Linked DNA regions of Mus musculus: region 2 is linked to region 1. A link is a contact called in public HiChIP or PLAC-seq data. All regions are on one chromosome and are shown on one strand. The core of a region is the stretch at or near the end of the contact, and the rest is flanking DNA. Distances in the headings are between cores, read along the strand shown. Region 1 has its middle 21 kb from the start of Gm24295. Region 2 overlaps Gm33073 (a long non-coding RNA gene).

Region 1 (4,749 bases), core at 1,639-4,138:
GCTAGAATTTTGGCAGTGGTGCAGCTTTACATAGGTGACAGTGTGACTAGAACATTTATGAGGGAGAGATGGGTTAGTGGTTAAAAGCATTTAATGCTTTTACAGAGGACCTGGTTCAGTTCCTGGCACAGTCATGAACATGGCAGCTCACAACTGCTTGGAGCTCCAGCTCCAGGGACTCCAACACCTTCTTTTGATCTCTATGAGCACTGCATACTCATGATATACATACACATACTCAGGCACACACACTCACACACACACTGAATAAATAATTCTTAAAAAAAAAGAATGTTGGATAGCTTGAACCCTATAGAGATAGTAAAAATGCTGTCCTTCTGAAAGAATATTATATGCATCTAGCTGGCAAAAAGAAGTCTTTTATTATTTTAATACTGGGGGACTTTTCAAAGGGGTTTGAAAACAGAAAATCTTTCATACAATTCGAGAATACCACGTTTAGGGGGACTTGGTGATGAGTTGAAAAAGTCTTTCTATGATGTCAAATGTTGAGATTGGTGTTTTTGTTGTTCTGTTGATCTAGAATGGCATTTATTCCCTGAATTACAGAATCAACTTCAGAAAGGCCCTAGTGAAGCAAACTGTAGAAACAAAAAGCTGTGTTATGACTTATTAGGCCCTTTATGGACTCCATTCTAAGTCAAAATTATTGTTAAAGTAGATAGCATTACTTGAGTGTGCAATGAAACCATTCTATTGTGACAAGACTCTCATGCTGGACATCCCCCTGTTTCTGAGTAAGCACGGCCTTATTTCACCTCTGCTTGCACATGATTCCCAACACGGCCCAACAGGTGTTGGAAAGTAGTGTTATGGGCTTTCTCTGGCCTACCACTTAGTTTTATAAATGAAGTCTCAATGGAACAGACGAACCCAGTCACTTAAGCTTGGTTGTGGCTGCTTTTGTGGTGGAGAGCAGAGCTTAGACTCTCTCCTGTGTTGAAGAGAGAGTTATGACTCTCAGCACATGCTTTTCAAAGCAGAAACCACTTGTCCTTCATAGGAAAACGTTTGCAGACTTCAGACTTCAGTTTTGTTCTCTATTTTCTGTTTTGCTTATCTATTTTCCCTTTGTGACTAATTTACATCTTTTTGATAGAAAAGAAAAGAAAAAGAAAAGGGAAATGTAAACAAACAAATCTCAATTATCATTACAAAATTTAAGAAGTATTGATAGAAGTTACAAAATATACTCTAAAATATGTTGATGTTGGGCTCAAGAGATGGCTCACTGATTAAGAACCCATACTGTTGTTTTAGAGGACCTGAGGTCAGTTCTCAGCTTTCACTTCAGGAATTTTACAACCACGTGTAACTTCAGCTCCAGAGAGGATTCAATACCTTTGCCACCAGCACTTACAGGCACACATGCACACACACATGTACACAACATGTACAAATGCATACATACTTGTACACAGACATGCAAATGGACACACACAAACATGCATACACACTTGCATCCAAGCATACATACATGCACATACATAATTAAAAAATTTGAAAATCTTGAAATATATGCTGCAGATGATAAAAAAAATCTTGTTTGTTTCAGTAAACATGGTGTGAAAAGAATACTCACACGTCTTAGGCTTCTTTCTCTTCTTGCCATTCTCACTGGGGGGGTTCAGTTAACTGTTTTCATAATGTAAAACAGGGTATGTACATTGAGCATTGCGGACAAGGGAGCATATGTTTTATCCTCATATTGAACAGATGGACCAAAGCTGGACTGTAGTCCCATAGTCTGACTACAGCATCTTGGTAAGATGCAACCAAGGAGCACTGCCTTTGAGCACATCAAAGTCAATAGTACTATAAGGTTCTTTGCTTATAGAGTTAATGCTTATAAAGCACACTAAAATATTACTCATATCGTTTCTTACCATGAACAAATTAGAACAACATAGAAAATATGACATATTATATTTCCCCTTTTCAGGGAGGTTCATGCATTTCCCCCTTGAGCTCTTATTGTTACTTAGCTTCTCTGAGTCTGTTATCCAGTACTTTAGAGCTAATATCAACTTAAAAGTGAATGCATACCATGTTTGTCCTTCTGGATCTGGATTACCTCACTCCGAATGATGTTCTTGTTCTATCCATTTGCCTGTAAATTTCATGATGTCATTGTTTTCAACACCTGAGTGATATTCTATTGTGTAGATGTGCCATATTTTCTTTACCTGTTCTTCAGTTGAGGGACATCTAGGTTGTTTCCAGTTTTCGGCTATTATGAGTAAAACTGCTATAACCATATGTTAGCAAGTGTCCTTTGGGTATATGCCTAGGATTGGTCCCTAGCCCAATTGTCATCAGAGAGGTTTCACCCAGCAACTGATATAAACAAATATAAAGACCTATAGCCAAACATTAGGCAGAGCTTGGGAAATCCTGCAGAAGAGTGGGGGATGGGGGCTGTAGTGAAGGATTTTTGGAGCCAGAGGGGTCACAGACACCACAAGAAAACTCATAGAATTCACTAACATGGGAACATAAGGGCTCACAGAGACTAAACTACCAACCAAAAACTCTGTATAGGACTGGCATGGGCCCTATGTACGTATATCATAATTGTGTAGCTTAGTCTTCTTTGTGACTCCTAACAGTGGGAGCCGGGCCCGTCTCTAACTCTGTTGCTTACTTTTTGGACCTTTACTTTCTATTAAATTGCCTCATCCTGCCTCATTAGGAGAGGAGGTGTTTAGTTTACTGCAACTTGATATATCATGGCTGGTTGATACACATGGGAGGTCTGTCCTTTCCTGCAGAGAAGTGGAAGTGGAGTGGGTGTAGTGTTGGGGAAGAGGGAAGGGGGGAGAAAGAACTGAGAGGGGAGGAAGGAAACTGTGGTCAGGATGTAAATAATATACTATAGGCCAAAAGATATGTAACCCAGCTTACATTTCTGGTGTATGAATTGCTTATCCATGCATACTAAGTTACTTCCTGTAGTGGGTTTGGCCTAACGCTGTTTGTATTCTAATGTTAATTTGGGTCCTCAAAATTGTTTGTATGGGAGAAAACTCATATAAGACACTGAGGGACCCTGCCTCCAGTTAATCTTGATTGGTAAATAAAGATGGCAGCAGCCAATAGCTGGGAAGAAGAGACAGACAGAAAGAGGCAGGACATTAGGATTCCTGGGCTTGGGAGAGGAGAGGAAGAAGGAAAGAAAGAGAAGAAAGAGAGCAGAGGAGAGGAGAGGAGAGGAGAGGAGACATACCATGCCTGAGAAGAGTGGAGGGCTGAGAGGCATGACTGCCTTATGAAGAAGCAAGGAGAGTGTGGCCCAGAGGGCTGCCCTACTAAGTCCAGGGCAGCCAGGATACAACGCAGAATTTAATAAGGGGTAGCTCAGTATTATTGGTGGGAGGCAGTGGAGGCTAGGCAGTGGCCCATTTATTGTGCAGATAAGACATATTAGAATATAAAGGCCGTGTGTGTGTGTGTGTCTTTCACTGAGAAACATGAAGCATTGAAGCAATGAAGTATTTATTGAATCAAGGTGACCCACAGAAATATGTCTTGATTATGTTGGGAAGACCCAACTTAAAAGTGATTGGTACCATGCCCTGGGGTTGGGATTTAGTTTGGAGAAAGCCAGCAAAGCACAAAACATGCATGGATTAATTGTTTTCTTCCTGTGACTAAGGATACCATGTGACCAGTTGTCTCTAGTTCCTGCTGCTATGACTTCCCTGGTGTGATAGCACATGATTGAGAACTGTGAACTGAAATAAACCCTTTCTATCCTAAATTGCTTTGGTCAGAGTGTTTTATCACATCAACAGGAAACAAAACTAAGACAGTTGGAAACTTATCTGGGCTTCACTGTGGAAATCCCAGAGTAATCAGACATCTGTAGTCTTTGTCTTACACAGGAGTAAGCATCACAGAGAATGAGGGAGAGGTTGCATAACCTATTGTGACCTGAGAAGTTTGTGGTCTGACAGTCATAGGCTGTCCCATATTCAAATGTCAAATATGGACTCTGGCTTCTAAAAGAAGTATATCAAGAACTTGTGGCCACATTTTAAAACTATCGCATTTAGCTTTGGTGACTAACTTTAACATAAAATTAATGGAACTTGAAGCTTTAGTATTAGATAACTGTATGAGCCATTGTAATTATTAAACAATGCTATCATAATTAGGATCTTCTCAGACCTCAAATAAAACTGAAAGAACAAATTAGACTGATTTTTTTAGAAAATATATTGTAAGATTTCTAAGAAAGATATATTACAGCACTTTTATAGGGCTCCATGTTATCCTTCATAACAGAGTTGCACTCTTTCAGGCTAAATGAGCAAAAATCAGATCCGAGTTAGGAGGAATCTTGAATTTTAGAGTATTTCATAATTTAATTATTTTTAGGTAACTGAGAAAGGCATTTCTAAGTAGAAAAAAAATCATCCATTTAACATATTCCTGCCAAGAAGCTACCTATATCAGGCATTGTAATTCCCATGGATGGTACAGCAGGGAAGAAAACTAGAAAAACCCTTCATCCGGATTAGCAATATTAATTGTTGGAGGTAAGAGCAGGCATTAAACAGAAGATATATTTTCAGTCATATTATGACAAGTGTAATGAAGAGCAATGGAGTGGGGGAAGAGGTGACTTGATTCAGGATAGAATGTTACTTAACTTGACTGGAGAAGGTGATGGAGAGTGGGAAGACAAGTCATGTGATCTAGAAGAAGGGGAGATTCTGAATGGAC
Region 2 (4,442 bases), core at 1,079-3,578, 1.0 Mb after region 1:
CAAAGAAAATAGTGCAAACGTAGTGAAGAGTTGTGAGTCTAGTGTGCATGAGAGGAGGCCTTCCCAATTAGCACATCAGGCCACCAGCCCTTCGTTGGCACAAGTCAGTCCTCATTTCTCACACAAGCCATGCCTTTTCTCCCAGGATTTATGTGTCTTCCTCCCCTCTCCATAAAGAATTAGCTGAATATAGTAAGAATAAGAGGACTCTGGGGCTGCAGATGGCTGACCAGCTGTTTCTGGGTGACACCCCATGAATCAGAGTCTCATCGAGCTTTAGTGCTTCCATGTTTTGGGGGCAAAATATTCTGCGTTTTGGAAAACTAGTTCATGGAAAATAATACAGCAAACTAACATTTATAGAAAACCACAGTAATCTTGTAACAAATGTCCTAAATTATGCACTCAAAAGAGGATCCAATTTTATACAAGGTTCTCTTCGAGAGACTGCAGAACACTTTCTTGTTTGTGATTGTAACTGCTGTTCCTCACAACCTCTATAAGTACAAAAAAATAAAACGACATGCCTTTATATAACATATATGCATAAGACAAATGTCAGCATGGGAAAGATGGTCTGTGGAGGGGACTATTCAGAAAAGTTCATTTTATGCTTTATTTTAGGTTCATTGTGTATATTTTCTCCAAGTTTGATGTTAAGATTAATGCTGCTTTTCAAGCCTCCTACATTCCACTTCAACAATGGTTATTCTTCAGTACTTAAGTACATTGCTGGGGGTATGGGCAAAATAAAAGTCATATGGAAGTTTATGTTCCAGCTGCTGTGCTCCCTCTTCTTCATGAGTGAGTTTCTGGCAGGCCACGAGTTTTACTAAACCCCTTCCCTAGTGCCCTCTTCAATTTTAGATCCTTGCTTGATGTGAAATGTCTAAGACAGTCATTTTAATAGACAAAAGAGTAGAGATAGCCCAAATACCAATGGTCAGGAAACAGGCATTTGTGAGGTGGGAGAATAAGAAGCCCCTGTGATCATTTTTATTCAATGAAAGCCATTCCTTTGGGTGGGAGTGTCAAATTCTAGTACCCACACATGCTGCCCGCATACCACACAAGCTGCAGGAATGCAGATTTCTGTATCTGAGAGCAGCTGCTAAGTGAAGTGGAACATCCAACAGATGGCTGCATTGTCATTGTTGGGGGAGGAGGAGAGAGGAGCTATTTTGGTTTTTCTGTTGAACGTGTATATGTGTATGAAGGCATGTGTGTACTTCACAGTATTCTGTTCTCCACTACCTATGATCTTTTCCACTATAGATATTTCTCCTGTGCTGTCAAAGACTGGTTTTGAATTTGCATATTAGGACAGTCACTAGAGGTTTTTTGATCATTTAGTATTTAATGGATGAGAAAAGAAAGGTCCAAGGGCACACAGCTATTAAAGCCAAACTCAGAATTTTTTCACTAGGGCATGCAATATAACAAAATTAATTAATAAAATTATTAAGTAAATAACACTCTACATAGTGATAGATCACAGAGGAGAACAATTCAAGGGTCACAGCTTCTCAGTCTTTAAAAATATATAAGTGCATTTTTCCCTTAAAAAATTATGGTGGAGTTGCTTTGCAGTTCTCAGAAGAAAAAAAAAAGTAAGTATTCAAACTAGTCAATATGAGCATTTTATTATGAAGCTTATTAGATTTTAAACAATTTGATTCATGGTGCTCCACAATTTTAATAGCATATTTAGAAATAATAGACTTCGGCAAATCAGGTTGTAGAACTGCTATCAAAATCCATGCATAAATGCAAATTAAAAACCTTAGGTCCCATCCTGACCTGCTTGCAAAATGTCCCTATTCCCCTTCTGATGGTAGCTTAAAGAGTACCATCACATAGCTTATTCATTGATGTGTGTGTGTGTGTGTGTGTGTGTTTCTAGAAATAGAATCAATAGAGAACAGACAAACCCACAGTTGCCAGTTTGTACAGTTTTGTGGTTTCTGCCAGGGCTACTGACTCGAGAAGGTCTACCAGATAATGAAAGCAAACTATTTCAGTTCCTGTGGGTCTAGAGTGCTTCTGTAAAGTTCTGGTTTGAAACAAATGAATAACAAATTAAAAGGCATAGTAAAATAAGGGGGTGGTTAAAATATATTAACTGAAATCAATGTAGGAGAAACATAGTTAAAAACCTTGCATTCTCAGCAACAGCCTGAGATGTATTTGGGTAATTCTTTAAATTTATGATAAAAGCCTTTTAGCAGAAAGTCAATACACATAGGTGGTGAAGCAAGTATATCATCCTGTACTGGAGGTTGCATTAAACATTCGGTGTGAGCTCCACTGCTCATAGGAAGTAAGCAGGAGTTCATCCAACGAACGCACAGTATCACAGAGACCAAGCGTTCTTCTGTAGACAGTCTGTGGAGCCATGCTGATTACCATGCAGTCCTCTGCCTAGGGTGCTCACTGACGTCAACAAGGGTCCTGGAAATGAAGCAGGATCAAAATCCCAGAAGCCTGGACTAATAATAGAGTAAAGATGGAGAACAGATGGAAAGCAAAGCTTCATGGATAGAGTGTGACCTCATGTTATAAATTCGTCAAGTGGAATAAACAACAACAAAGTATGGAAGGCCTGTGAGAACTCACTGATGTCAAACTTCCAGAAATTTGCTGACTGAAAAAATGCCTAGATACAGAGAAAACTTTCCAAAGGAGTTCAGGGGCATCAATTTTTGGATTAATTATGCCTGTGTCTGAGAGCAAAGACACTTAAAATTAAAACCATAGTACTTTGAACATAGACTACTAGCTTTATCCCTTTACCCTTCATTAATATATGGATTCACCTAAGTTATTTTCCTCTCACTTGAGCAAACCTGTCATCTGTGAGAGGGCAAAGCCATAAATGTAGAACCTGGAGATGAAATCCCAGAAAACACTAGGCCTGAAGCAAAACATTGCAAGCGGTCTGCCACATCTTCAACAAATAGAAGTGCTTTTTCAAGTGTCTCTGTCTCGTGTGTGTGTGTGTGTGTGTGTGTGTGTGTGTGTGTGTGTGTGTGTGTGTGTTTAAGCAATCAATGCACACTTTGTGTCTTAGTCTGTATTCTGTTGCCGTGAAGACGCACTATGAGCATGGCAATTCTTATAAAGGAACACATTAAGTTGGAGCCACCTTGTACTTTCAGAGGTTTAGTCACTTGTCATGTAGAAGCATGTTGACATGCAGGCAGATGCTTCGTCAGGATCAGCAGGCTGCAGAAAGAGACAATCACTGGAGCAGGCTTGAATATTTGAAACCTCATACCTAACCCACAGTGACACACTTTCTTCAACAAGGCTACAAGTGCCACTCCTTGGCTAACAAACAGTTAAATATATAAGCTTATATATTTGAGGTCATTCTTATTTAAACCTCCACATTCCACTCCCTGGCCTCCATAGGCTTATAGCCATATCATAATGCAAATATGTATTCAGTTCAACTTAGAATATCCCCATAGTTTAGCACAGTCTCAACATTGTTTAAAAGCATAAAGTTCACACTCCTTTTGAGGACTGGTGGCATTCTTTTTACCCTAATTTTCTATAAAATCAAAATTAAAAGAAATTTAATTTAAAAGATTCACCATACTTTCCAACAAACAGTGGTATAGAATAGACATTGCAAGTCCCAAAGGGAGAAAAGGGAACACCATGAAGAAACACTGGACCATGGCTAAAAACAGCTGAGAAAACTCCAAGCTCTACATCTTCAAAGTATGTTTCAGATCTCGAAGTCCTTTTAGCTTTGTTGACTACAAAATACATCTTCCTCTTTAGTTGTTTCTACTCCCTTTTAACAGCTTCTTTCAACAGGTTCTCCATGGCTCTGGCTTCATGGACATCTCCAAGGCAGTCCAGACTTCACTTTTGTAGCTTCATGAAGTAGCTCTTCTTGATCTCCATGCAGAAACATTTCTGCCACACTCCTGACGTCAGCAACTTTCCTTAGTCACAGAGGGGCATTTTGTAACCCTTTTCTTGTATCAGTGAAGTTGCAAAGTTCTGCTGCTTACTGAGGTTGCAACATGGCCCCTCATTCAAATACATTCTCACCAGCTTTCTGCTTTTGATTTTTTCCTTTACCGCCTAAAGTTGGTTGTCCTGAAACTTGTTCTGCTATACCAGGTTGGCCATGAATTATGAAATCTGCCTTCCTCTGCCCCCAAAGTGTTGAATGCTGTGACTAAATGTGTGTGAAAGCCCTAAACTTGCCCTGATTCTTTTTCATAGATTGGAAGCTTAGCTGGTTGAAGACTTGCTCTGAGGTTACTACTCCCTTTATTCCATTTAATATCCAGGTTTTCTTTAGTCTGTTTATCTCTTTGAGCTCAGGACTTAGCTCTAGTACACTTTCTTATGTCACCTTTGTACATTTTGTATTGCTTTTTGATCAGTTTGCTCCTTTCATTATAGATCTGACTGAGACT

What was found. HiChIP or PLAC-seq counts read pairs in DNA pulled down with a chosen protein or histone mark.
Region 2: an SMC1A HiChIP or PLAC-seq map of large pre-B cells shows a contact between it and region 1, with 9 times the contacts expected there. The contact joins two enhancer-like sites.

Annotation. Positions count from the first base shown.
Region 1 is chr13:82,069,758-82,074,506 of GRCm38.p6, forward strand. No RefSeq gene overlaps it. Among named protein-coding and RNA genes, the nearest start is that of Gm24295, 21 kb to the left of the region's middle. Within about 2 kb of position 2,889, at least 9 of the 459 cell types and tissues checked have an H3K27ac peak or open chromatin away from gene starts, as enhancers often do.
Region 2 is chr13:83,110,588-83,115,029 of GRCm38.p6, forward strand. The region is part of intron 1 of Gm33073 (a long non-coding RNA gene); the gene reads right to left. Among named protein-coding and RNA genes, the nearest start is that of Gm33073, 7.7 kb to the right of the region's middle. Within about 2 kb of position 2,329, at least 66 of the 459 cell types and tissues checked have an H3K27ac peak or open chromatin away from gene starts, as enhancers often do.